Regions from separate parts of the Zea mays genome. Here all the other regions are linked to region 3. The links are chromatin contacts, called in public Hi-C maps. All regions are on one chromosome and are shown on one strand. The core of a region is the stretch at or near the end of the contact, and the rest is flanking DNA. Distances in the headings are between cores, read along the strand shown. Region 1 holds the start of LOC542360 (nucleoredoxin 1). Region 2 holds the start of LOC100191960 (putative nucleoredoxin 1). Region 3 holds the start of LOC100283539.

Region 1 (3,809 bases), core at 1,157-3,656, 150 kb before region 3:
TCCTGCATGGCGGGCACCATGAGGCGGAGAAGTAGATGGCCACAGGGCTCGCCTCAACGCTGCTGATCTTCACCTGCATGATAAAAAACGGTGATGAGAGAGAGATATTGAGCACCAAATTCTGGCTGTCTGAACTTGCAATAGGGAACTTTTTCTGTCAGTTAAACCTTTATATGCGATTACGGAATCAAACTAGGCAACTATGATTCCAGAATTAATAATGATAGTTAGTTCCAAACAATATCCCCTACCCTACCTCCCTCCAGGGGCGGACCCACGTTACACCACTTAATTTTTTTGGTTTTAGTGGACTTTTTATGTTATTTAGGTCCTGTTTGGAAATCCAGTTTTTAAGAAACTGATTTATAGAAATTGAGGTGGTTCTAAACATACAAGTTTATGACTCAGTTTATAGAAATTAGATTCTAAGTTTCTTGAAAACTAAGAACCTAGTCTCTCCTAGCTAAAAAATAAAAACTAGTTTTTTAAAAAACTAGTTTGCTTCCAAACAGAGTCTTAGGGTCTGTTTGGTTAGGCTGTGGCTGTGGAAAAAGTTGCTGTGGGCTGTGAGCTGTGGAAAAAGCTGCTGTAGGCTGTGTGCTGTTAAAAAGCTAAAAATCGTTTGGTGGAAACCACTAAAAGTCGTTAAAATTTCTTCGATATATGTTTTCACAGTTCCATCCAAAAGCCACTAAAAGCAGGTCCAGAGGTGCTTTCAGTTTTGCACTACGAGAAAGTTGGCTTTTAGAAAAAGCTGCTTCCTGGATCCAGCCCTTTGGTTGGCTTTTGGCTTTTAGGTGGCAAAAGCCAAAGCCAAAAGCCAAACCAAACACACCCTTAGTGTAGCTGCAACCTACAGAGATTTATTAGTTAATAGACCTTCACTTAGACCTCCGGTTCTCCACTCATACTTAGGCCCCCACTTAGAATTTGGGGTGGCCCGCCCGTGCCTCCCTCTCTTCCCAACCCACAAATCTTGCAGCACAGCACAGATGGCGGTAACACTGTAGTGCTATTATTACAAAATTCAAGTATCACCCCAGATTACATCCTGGATAAGATGTTCAAAAAGAGAATACACGGATCCTATATCAGACAATACCCATAGATATTTTTGTTATTAATTTATTATAATACTCAATAAAAGTGGCTTCTCTACAAGGTCATCTCCAACAGATCTCCTATTTCATTCATTATTTCAAACTTCATTTTTCACATAGCACTTCACTTTTGAAATAGCAATGTCGTGTCCACTATTTTATATGATTCACCGAAGACATGCTAATAATAAAGCCAGATTAATCTTCTCTATAATGGCACTGAAAAATTTCTCTAAAACAGCATTTCATCTTTACTTCACTAATTTCTATTTTCTTTTCTTATTTTCTACCGTTGAATTTTTTTTATTTTTTACTTAAGCCCTTATACTTATTTTGTATAGATTTAAAATAAGTATGATCGCTAGAGTAAAGGTAAAAATGTCCATTCAAATGGTAAAAAATAAGAAAATAAATTAGAAATTGAATACCGTTTTAAAAGTTCCTCACTTGTAAATATTATATAAAAGAAACCCATTATATTCTATCAAGGACCATAATCGAAAAAAAAACTCCCCGTACAGTAGTTTTGCTTTTGCACCCTTGATGAAAATTTAGAAAGCCAGTAACAGAAGTAAACCTGCTAATTTGCACCACCACCCACTAGATACCTCCTCGATCTTTGTCTAAAGTAGTACTAGGCCTACAAAGCAAACCCCCGTCTTCCCTCCACTCCCGTGCTGATCATCTACCACCTAATAACTGCAGACGGTAGCTGACCCACAAACACCCCATCCATATCCGCGTATTTCATAATCGGATCGTCTAATCAAAAGCCAGAGGACAAGAAACGAGACGCAATCTTGCCAGCAGCGCGACATGGAGAATCTACCATGCTGAAGTGGATAAAAGACCTCGAGACAAAGACGAGTGCGGAAGCTGACTGACCTGCTCGCCGGAGTTGCGGACGAGGAAGTCCCGATCGCTCGTGGCGAGGATGTCCCCGATGCCGCCGCCGGCTGCTGGCGCCGCCTCCGCCATAAGCTGGAGCGGGGGAGAGAAAGCAAGCGGGCGAGAGCAGAGTGGTGGGTGTTTGTGGTGTGGCGGCTGATGGACGGGACGGGACTGGCTCTAGGTTCCTCTGGCTGACTGGCTGCCTTCCTCCCTCGTCGTCCTCGGGCGCCCGCTCCGTCGGGTTATACAGACGTGCACGAGGCAGGAACCGCTGCGCCGCACCGGGGATGCGGGGGTCCGCGGCTTGGCCGCCTGGTTTGGTTCCTTCGGTTGCAAGATTGTTGCACCAGTGTGTCTACGGTGTACACTACCACCGCACATGCACATCCAAATGCCACAGCCACACTGTGCGTGTGATGGTGGCCTGTGCTACATCCTACATGTGAAGGTGCTGCGAATCTTCCCAATTGCCATTAGAAATTAATGGACTGTTTGGTTCGTCGTTCCAAAAAAACTAGTGCATTATGGGTTTATTCCTCAAATGTACTGGGATAATCTCATCCCTTATATTAGTACTAACTAACTATTAGGATTGATATGGTGATGGATCAACTCATTCCATTCAACAAACCAAACAAAAAAGTGAGGAGTGAGAAGATGGTGGACTACATCATTACTCAAATTAAACACCCTATAAAATATGTTTGGTACGGCTTCAGAGTAAAACTTCAATTAAGAACTAGTCAAAGCTTGTCAAACACTCTAACTTTAGAGTTACAAACTTTATATAGTTTTTATAGTTGTAGTACAAATTTTTGGACTACCTCTTTTGCTGCTCCGAAATCTCTAAAAAGAAAACTTAAACATAGAAATTGGAGTTATTTATCCACTACTAATTATAAGAAAGCGATATAAGAGCATCTCCAAGAGACTAGCTAAATGGCTCACCAAGCCAAATTTTAGCTATTTAACAACAGAATAACTGAGAGCACCTAGAGGGGGGTGAATAGGTGATCCTGTGAAACTTGAAACTTAATCCACAAAAAACTTGATTAGGCGTTAGCACAATAATGCCAAGTGGCTAGAGAGGAGTCTCAACAAAACACAATAACCACAAGAGATCAATCACAGAGATGGCACAGTGGTTTATTCCGTGGTTCGGCCAGGACCAACGCTTGCCTACTCCACGTTGTGGCGTCCCAACGGACGAGGGTTGCAATCAACCCCTCTCAAGCGGTCCAAAGATCCACTTGAATACCACGGTGTTTTGCTTGCTTTACTATATCCCGTTTGCGAGGAATCTCCACACTCTGGAGCCTCTCGCCCTTACACTTAGATGATCACAAAGAAGCACGGAGTAAGGGAGGGATGAGCAACACACTCAAGACAAGAAATCACAGCAACACCACGCACACAAGTCGCAACAAGAGCTCACAACACAACTTAAGGAGTTCGCAACTCAACTAGAGCTCTAATTGCTATCACAAGGAATCAAAAGTGCAAAATCGATGTCTTAGTGCTTAGGAATGCTTAGAGAATGCTTGGTGTTCTCCTCCATGCGCCTAGGGTCCCTTTTATAGCCCCAAGGCAGCTAGGAGCCGTTGAGTGCATTCCAGGAAGGCAATTCTTGCCTTCTGTCTCCTAGCGCACCGGACAGTCCGGTGCACCACCGGACACTGTCCGGTGCGGATTTCTTTCCTTAAACGGCGAAGCCGACCGTTGGTGCCTGGGAGCCGTTGGCGCACCGGACACTGTCCGGTGCACACCGGACAGTCCGGTGCCCCCTCCCGACCGTTGGCTCGGCCACGTGTCCCGCGC
Region 2 (3,966 bases), core at 254-2,753, 250 kb before region 3:
AGTTCATTGATCCGATCTGGTGTGAAAGGGTAAGCATCCACGCCATACTCACTCACGATTCTAACACCATCTTTAGTGTAAACTTCACCAGTTTTTGCATCAAGGATGACCAGGTGTGGGGTATCAGTGACCTTGAACCGGATATCAAGGGCCTCACGACGTTCAATGTCAGAAAAAGGGAGAGCCAACCATGGCATCTTTGCAAAGTATTCATTGAATGTTTTTTCTTTAAGATCGCCCCAAGCAAAGATGACCTCGAAGCTCTTGCCCTCTGAGGCCAGTTGTTTGTATACTTGGATAAGCTTGGGCGTGAACCACCTGGATGGCGGGAACCATGAGTTCGAGAAGTAGATGGCCACAGGGCTTGCCTCAATGCTGCTGATCTTCACCTGCAGGATAACAAATGGTGATGACACAGCTGTTGAGCTACCAAATTCTGGTTCAGAATAGCAAGATGCTAATTCGTTTTTGTTATGTCTATAAGAAAAATGTCATGCATGTCTACCTTCCACATGTCTATATAGGGAACTTTTTCTAAACCTTCATAGGCAGTTATGGAATCAAACTAGGCAACTATGATTTCAGAATAGATAATGATAGTAGGTTCTAAACAATGTCCCATCTCTTCCCACCCCACAAATCTTGTGGCTAGGGTTGGTAACGAGTTTAAAATTTATACTATAACATTTTATAAAATTTAAGGTTCAAATCGGATTAAGATCGGACTCTATATTCCTATTCATTTTTTAAATAAATTTATTAAGGCTTTAAAATATTATGAAGAAACATTTGAATCATGATCCATTACTATCCCTACTTGTGGTACAAACGTTGGCAACACTGTAGGGCTATTATTACAAAATTCAAGTATCATCTCAGATTTCACCCCTAGATAAGATGTTCAAAAAGAGAACAAGGATCCTATATAAGACAAAAATAGAAAATAGCCTTAACAAACCGTAGACTAGTTAAACCTGCTAATTTGTAACCACTACCCCCTCGATCTCTCCCTAAAATAGCACTAGGCCTACACAGTAAAGTCGAAGCTAATGTAGTAAACCCCCTTCCTCCCTCCCTCTCTCCAGTCTCCACTCCCTTACTCAATACTCATCAATTCATCATCTACCACCTAGTAGTACTTCGACGATAATAACTACACCCGGTAGCCGACCCACACCCCCTCCCCAATATCCGCGTACTTCATAATCGGATCGTCTAATCAAAAGCCAAAGGACAAACAAACAAGACGCAATCAGGCCAGCAGCGCGAGATGGCGAATCTACCACGCGGACGGGGTAAAAAGACCTCGAGACAAAAACAAGTGCGGAGGCTGACTGACCTGCTCGCCGGAGTTGCGGACGAGAAAGTCCCGGTCGCGGGTGACGAGGATGTCAGCAATGCCGCCGCCGGCTGCGGGCGCCGCCTTTGCCATGCGTTGGAGCGGGAGAGAGAAAGCACGCGGGACGGCGGGAGAGAGCGGAGCGGTGGGTGCCTGGGTGGACGGAGTACGGACGGGACTGGTTCTGGGCGCCCGCCTCGTCGGTTTATATAGGCGTGAACGAGTAACGTCTGCGCCGCAAGGGGGATGCGAGGGCCCCGCGGACCGCCGCTTGGGCGGATGGTTCGGATCATGCAACAAGTTTATTAAAAAAAATCTATCATAAAAATAAAAAGAAGTCGCCTAAGAAACCAAATGAAGATGAGAGGTTTAAAAGTGGTTTCTCTGGCTCTCATGTCATTCTCTATCACATAAAAATAGAATGAGCTTTCTAATCAAATAGAGTGCTCCTCTATATAGAGACAGAAACCAAATGAAGACGAAAGGCTAAAAAAGTGGTTTCTCTGGCTCTCCCGTCATTCCCTATCACATAAAAATAGAATGAGCTTTCTAATCAAACAGAGTACTCCTCTATATAGAGACAGAAACAGACAGAAAAATCTCTCTCCCGTTTCCGTATCCGCATTTTATTATCAGAAACGGGATCTGTCCGAAATAGTCAGGAACAAAAATGGAAGTGGATAAACGGAATTACGAAAACGGAAATTTGAATTAGAAACAGAAGCGAGATAAATAAATATAAGATTTGCATCATTTTGGATTTTTGTTTGTGCATATTTGAATTTAACACTCATACATAAATTTGAATTCGAAATATGAAAAAAGAGAAAAGGAAAAGAAAAACAACTAGACTCATAATGGGTCGAAGTCTTCACTTCCACCCACAGGCCCAATCGCCACCCGCCTGCTCTATCGGTGGTCTGCACCGACATGTGGGGTCCCCTGACCAGCCATTGTCGCGCACACCCATGTTCCTCGAGTCACTGTGTGTGGGGCCCGTTCGTCAGGTGTCGTCTTCCCGTAACAACCACGTCAGGGACATTGGGATATCTCGGGGATCGCGCGCGGCCAGTTGGATCCACCTGGCTAGGGATCGCATCTGCACATGCCTACAAATACCGTGACCTCCCCTTCGGTTCTTTGTCTCGCGAACGCACCAAGTCCATCACCACCATCGGAGAGGAGCAGTGATTTAGGAAGAAACGAGTAGGTTGCCCCTGCCGCATCTGCGATTAGCCCCAATCTTCACCGCTCAGACTTCGGTGGGTGGTCGTGAAGATTTGCCTGGGGCCAAGGATCATTTTGGTGTGGGTTGCCGCGCGCGCGACTGACCGGAGACTACGCAATTCCTCGTCGGGGTGATTCCGGGACCAACAATCTGCATCCCGTCGTGTCCAGTGTCATCCTCGCCTACACCCTAGGTGAGACCTTCTTCCTTAGCGTCGCCTTATCCCACTCTTCGGGTAGTGTCAAACTTGGGATGAGTGGTGCGCCGGTGGGTCACGAATTACTCGCTGGATGTCGGGTTCGTGGCTGAGCTGCTTCATGTCGTGGCCTCTGAAAGTCGCCTAGAGGGGGTGGATAGGCGGAAACTGAAATTTACAAACTTTAAGCACAAACTACAAGCCGGGTTAGCGTTAGAATAAAATCCAGGTCCGGAAGAGAGAGCAAAAACAAATCAACCAAGAAATAAGGCGGATGACACGGTGATTTGTTTTACCGAGGTTCGGTTCCAAAGAACCTAGTCCCCGTTGAGGTGGTCACAAAGACCGGGTCTCTTTCAACCCTTTCCCTCTCTCAAACGGCCACCTAGACCGAGTGAGTTTTCTCCTTAATCAAACGGGTCACTTAGACCCCCACAAGGACCACCACACAATTAGTGTCTCTTGCTTTGATTACATGTGCTTGAAGAGAACAAGAATGAGGAAGAAGAAAGCGATCCAAGAACAAGAGCTCAAAGAACACGAGCAAAAACTCTCTCTAGTCACTAGGAGTTTGGAGTGAATTTGGGACTTGGAGAGGCTTTAATTCTTTTGAATTGTGTCTTGTATTGATTGCACTAGCTCTTGTATTGAATGAGATGTCTGAAAAACTTGGATGCTTGGAGTGGTGGTGGTTGGGGGGTATTTATAGCCCCAACCACCAGTTCAACCGTTGGGGAGGCTGTCTGTCGATGGGCACGTCACCCAACTGTTAGGGTTCTGGCGGTTTCGACCGTTGGAGCTCTGACATCTTGGGGCACTGGATAGTTCGATGCCGCACCGGACAGGTCCTGTTCACTGTCCGGTGCGCCTTCTGCCACTGCTCTGACTCTGCGCGAACTGTCCGCGCACTGTTCACGTTGCAGGCGACCGTTGGAGTTGACCGTTGCGTTCGCTAGCCGTTGCTCTGGTGGCACACCGGACAGTCCGGTGAATTATAGCGGAGCGGCTCTCCAGAAACCCGAAGGTGGCGAGTTTGAAGTAGTATGGCTCTGTGCACCGGACACTGTCCGGTGGCACACCGGACAATCCGGTGCGCCAGACCAGGGTTCTCTTCGGTTTCTTTTGCTCCTTTCTTTTGAACCCTAACTTGTATCTTTTTATTGGTTTGTGTTGAACCTTTAGCACCTGTAGAATATATAATCT
Region 3 (3,901 bases), core at 1,255-3,754:
AAAACTTGAAAACTTAGCCCATCCCTCGATGATGTTGCCATCCAACTAAATATAGCTTTCCCGTTTTCAGTCTTCCTTCTCTCTTTCTTATTCATCACTATTTGGCTTTTTTCCATCTCTTTGTTTCTCATTACCTCCCAGTTCAATAAAAGAAAACAAATAAATACATGTAACATCTGCAAGGTGTTTATCATCTGAACTTGAGCATAGTAGAGTAGCCTAAACCAGTGTGGAATGCATTGCCAACAAACAAAGCAGAAATAGTATTGTCATGACTTTTTTTTCTGAACACATAGGTACTATAGGGGAAATGGTCCATACAAGCACCCCTCTTACCAGGACCAAGATAAGAGAGGTGGGTTACAACAATGAGTCAATGACAAACTTTTTTTTGAAGCATGTCATGACTAACAGCAAGTGTGAGCACACTGTAGCTGACATGGAATGATTGAAGCCAACACAGGTGGTAGTAGCATCAGGGCATTCCAGTGACATATGTTTGTTCAATATGATGATCGTTACAACAAGGAGAACCTTGACAAATGGAAGTAAAGACAGCTGTCTAGGAAGAATTACAGAGACATACTAGGCCATAGGCCATCAGAGCATGGTTACTCAGAGTCTCAGACTGATTAATTTTCTTAGAAAAATAACTTCTTTCAACCCCCTTTTTCTATTTTCTAGTTTCCCATCAAGTGCATCTAGGAACACGCACACAACTAGCAACTAAGCACCATCTTTTTACCAGTTGATTTCTCAAGTTTCATTACATATGAACCATCAGTAGAACAGCATATCTGAGCAATCTTCAACCTTTTTTCATGTGTCAACCATTTATTGAACAGGCTACATAGATAACATGTGTTTTTAATTTCTATTTATGTGTATGTATGCAAATAAAATGTCCTGGTTAGTTGAAGGAAGTGCACTATTTCATATGTAAATGGTTCTAGAAGTAACATGGTAGATAACAGTGGAACATAGAAGTTTCATCTAAAAAAATTGGAACATAGAAGAAGTCATGCCCACTAACAGCATATATGTGTATGTGCATGCAGAGTCATGTCATGCGCCTCAAGTGACCACTGGGTATTGAATAAAATGGGGTTCAGTGATCAAACTGATCATGAGCTACCATGCATAAGTAAATTCCCGAACATTGCAATGACAAGAAAAACGAGAAACCATATAGTTTTCAAAAAGATAAGTTAGTTTGCCAAAATCCAACCACATTATAAAAAGAATAAAGCTAGAAAGTCAAATTAGTGTTGGATGCTCCATTTTTTCAGATGTCTTTCATGGTTCCAACTTCCAAGCAAACAAAGGATACCTAACTCGCCCACTCACAATCTAAGCAAATGCACAAACATTTTAGATATATCAAGGAAATATATTGTATTCAAGATACCAAGGAGACAGAAAATAGATAAGTTGTATGCCAAAATTCCATATGTTAGTTTATATATAAATACAGGCAAAAAAAAAGTCAGACACTACCTAAATAACTACTTCTACAAGCAATTGTGCTTGATGCAGGTATACTGATCAAGAGCATTTGCAGTATCTTTAACAAATGGACAGACATGAATTATTAAGACAATCCAGTTAAAGAAAAATAAGTATCAGCCTATAGCCCACAAGTTTGGTGAGATCCATCACATCTATTCCTTTTGAGGCAACAGGAGATCTAGATAAATAGTTGCTCTTCTTTTTCTTAGGGAGATTAATTTGGTCACCTCACACTCACAGAATCCAAAAAAGGTCACAACTCAATTACTCAAATCATCCTATTGAGAAGCAAAAGAAGCAATGCTACCTCCACAAGGGCGGCCTCCTTCCTTGGAAATGCGCCCACGATGGCAGGGGACACGCCAACGTCCCTCGCCCCCGCGACCATGGCCGACTCGCTCCACCCCATGCGCGGCTACAGAATACAGCCATACACGAACAGTAAATATCTTCCATATTATATGCTAAATTAAGTACCAAGACACGCAAAAATGGAAGTCGATTTGGAGGAGTGGATTCGAATCGCAACCACGTGGAGCAGCGACGCGCGGAGGACCTTCTCCTGCTCCTCCTCGTAGCCCGCACCACCCTGGCGCCGCGCCCCCGCCGCGGCTCCCGGCGACGACCTGTGGGCCCCTCCGGCACCAGCGGTGGTGGAGGAGGACGAGGCACCCGCGCCCTCCGACGTGGGCGGCTCGACGACGGGCTGCGGCGGCGGTGGCGGGAGCGGCGGAGGCGGTCCCGCGTCGGCGGAGAAACTGCGGGGAGCCATCGCGGGGGCTGGGGCGGAGGCGAAGGGGACGGGGAAACGGCGCACGGCGGCTGCGCGGGAGAGGAGGCGGCGCGCGGCGAGGGAGGAGGCCATTGTGTTGGGGCAGGGAGGTTCCGACTTCGGAGGTGTGTGACTGACGGGTCCAACCTGCGAGAAGAGGAACGGGACGGACGGACGGTGGTGATTGTTCTGGTCGCTGAGACGCTGACGCCGAAGCCCCGATTGAAGAGAGGCAGCCCGCGGCCTGGGGCATTACGTGGCGCTCCCTCGCAAGCCACGGATCGTGCGTTCGGCTCGAGCAACACGTGGATCACTATGAACGCGAGGTCGACGTCGACGACGCGTGCGGCAAAATCACCAGCAGAGCAGGCAGCAGCAGCGCGGTTCGGGCACGCGCGTGCACAGAGCTTTACCGTTAAAATAAAATCTGGTTCTAAGATTAACATTTAGGGCTAGTTTGGGAGGTCTATTTTTTAGAGCTAGTTTAGAAATCACATTTTTTTAAGAGATTTTCGTTTTCCTAAGAAAAATTAGTTTATTTTTTCTTAGAAAAATAGAAATCCATCGAAAAAATGGTGTTACCAAACTAGCTCTTAGTGAATTCTTATTTTCCCAATGGAAAATAAACTAATTTACCTTGAGAAAATGAAAATCCTTTAGGATAATAGGGTTTTCAAACTAACCCTTAGTAGAGCTTTACCCAAAAACATAAATTTGATCTAAGATTTACTATTCAAATTCGAGATCCTCCATAAATCTACAATATACTGTTTGGCGGTACAAGACCTCCGAATTTACGCAAGAACATTTCGGTTGAAATTGTCTATATTATCCCTAGAATAAATACACATATTTGGTTGAAATTGTATATGTTATCTCTAGAATAAACTCATATATCAGTCTCTATCAGCTTCCTAGTTTCCCAAATAAAAAATACGTGTAATATCATATACTGATATGAGGATATAACTCGACATGATCAGGACTAGAGAGCATGACTGGGCTGGAGTAGATCCGGGACAGTGCAGCCAGAGCCAAAGAGGCGAGCGGGCATATCTTGCGGCTAGGCCAGGGCCAGGCGAAAATGCCTAACCAAACCGACAAGGTTGGGGTAAGCCCGTCTTGATCGAGGCTACAGGATAGATGTACATCTAAGTTGGGCTAGGTCGACACGGCCCAAGTACATTAAAACACGACTCATTAAGGCATAGTCTACTAAAACAACTCTAATTATGGGTCATGTTGTGTTAGCCTTTGGGTTGAACCATCAGTCCACGGCACGGTCCACAAATACTTAAGTGTGCCAAGCCCGCACAAATAGTCCAAAATACTATAATGTGTCATGTCTGTCCATATAAACAGAACAATATATAATACAAAGTAATTCATTCAATCAATGCAACAAATCAAATTAAATAAAACATAAACAAAAGCACATAACATATATGACCAAAATAGAACTGAGTTGTTTTGAGGCTATCTTATTAAACCTTTGGTTAGAAGGAAAAAAGAGTACAACCACCAAATATTTAATATTTAGTTCATTACGTGTGATTTAGTGGGCTTTGACGAGCCTTATTTAAATGGATCATGCCAGGCCGGCTCGTGTGCCTTAGTTGA

What was found. Hi-C and Micro-C count contacts between places; a contact is called where the count stands out from the background.
Region 1: a Hi-C map of leaf shows a contact between it and region 3, with 6 times the contacts expected there. The contact joins the promoter of LOC542360 here to the promoter of LOC100283539 in region 3. A contact is called at or near these places in 1 of 25 Hi-C or Micro-C datasets (leaf) and 1 of 3 datasets of contacts at active chromatin or transcription factors (seedling).
Region 2: a contact with region 3 is called in a Hi-C map of leaf, with 4 times the contacts expected there. The contact joins the promoter of LOC100191960 here to the promoter of LOC100283539 in region 3. A contact is called at or near these places in 2 of 25 Hi-C or Micro-C datasets (ear and leaf).

Annotation. Positions count from the first base shown.
Region 1 is chr1:70,933,353-70,937,161 of Zm-B73-REFERENCE-NAM-5.0, reverse strand. LOC542360 (nucleoredoxin 1) reads right to left here and starts at 2,406. Exons shown (of 4, transcript NM_001111937.2): 1 at 1,986-2,406; 2 at 1-73. The coding sequence starts at 2,078.
Region 2 is chr1:71,031,588-71,035,553 of Zm-B73-REFERENCE-NAM-5.0, reverse strand. It overlaps LOC100191960 (putative nucleoredoxin 1), which reads right to left and starts at 1,503. Exons shown (of 4, transcript NM_001137384.1): 1 at 1,340-1,503; 2 at 1-389. The coding sequence starts at 1,432.
Region 3 is chr1:70,781,248-70,785,148 of Zm-B73-REFERENCE-NAM-5.0, reverse strand. It overlaps LOC100283539, which reads right to left and starts at 2,504. Exons shown (of 6, transcript NM_001156439.2): 1 at 2,039-2,504; 2 at 1,817-1,924. The coding sequence starts at 2,374.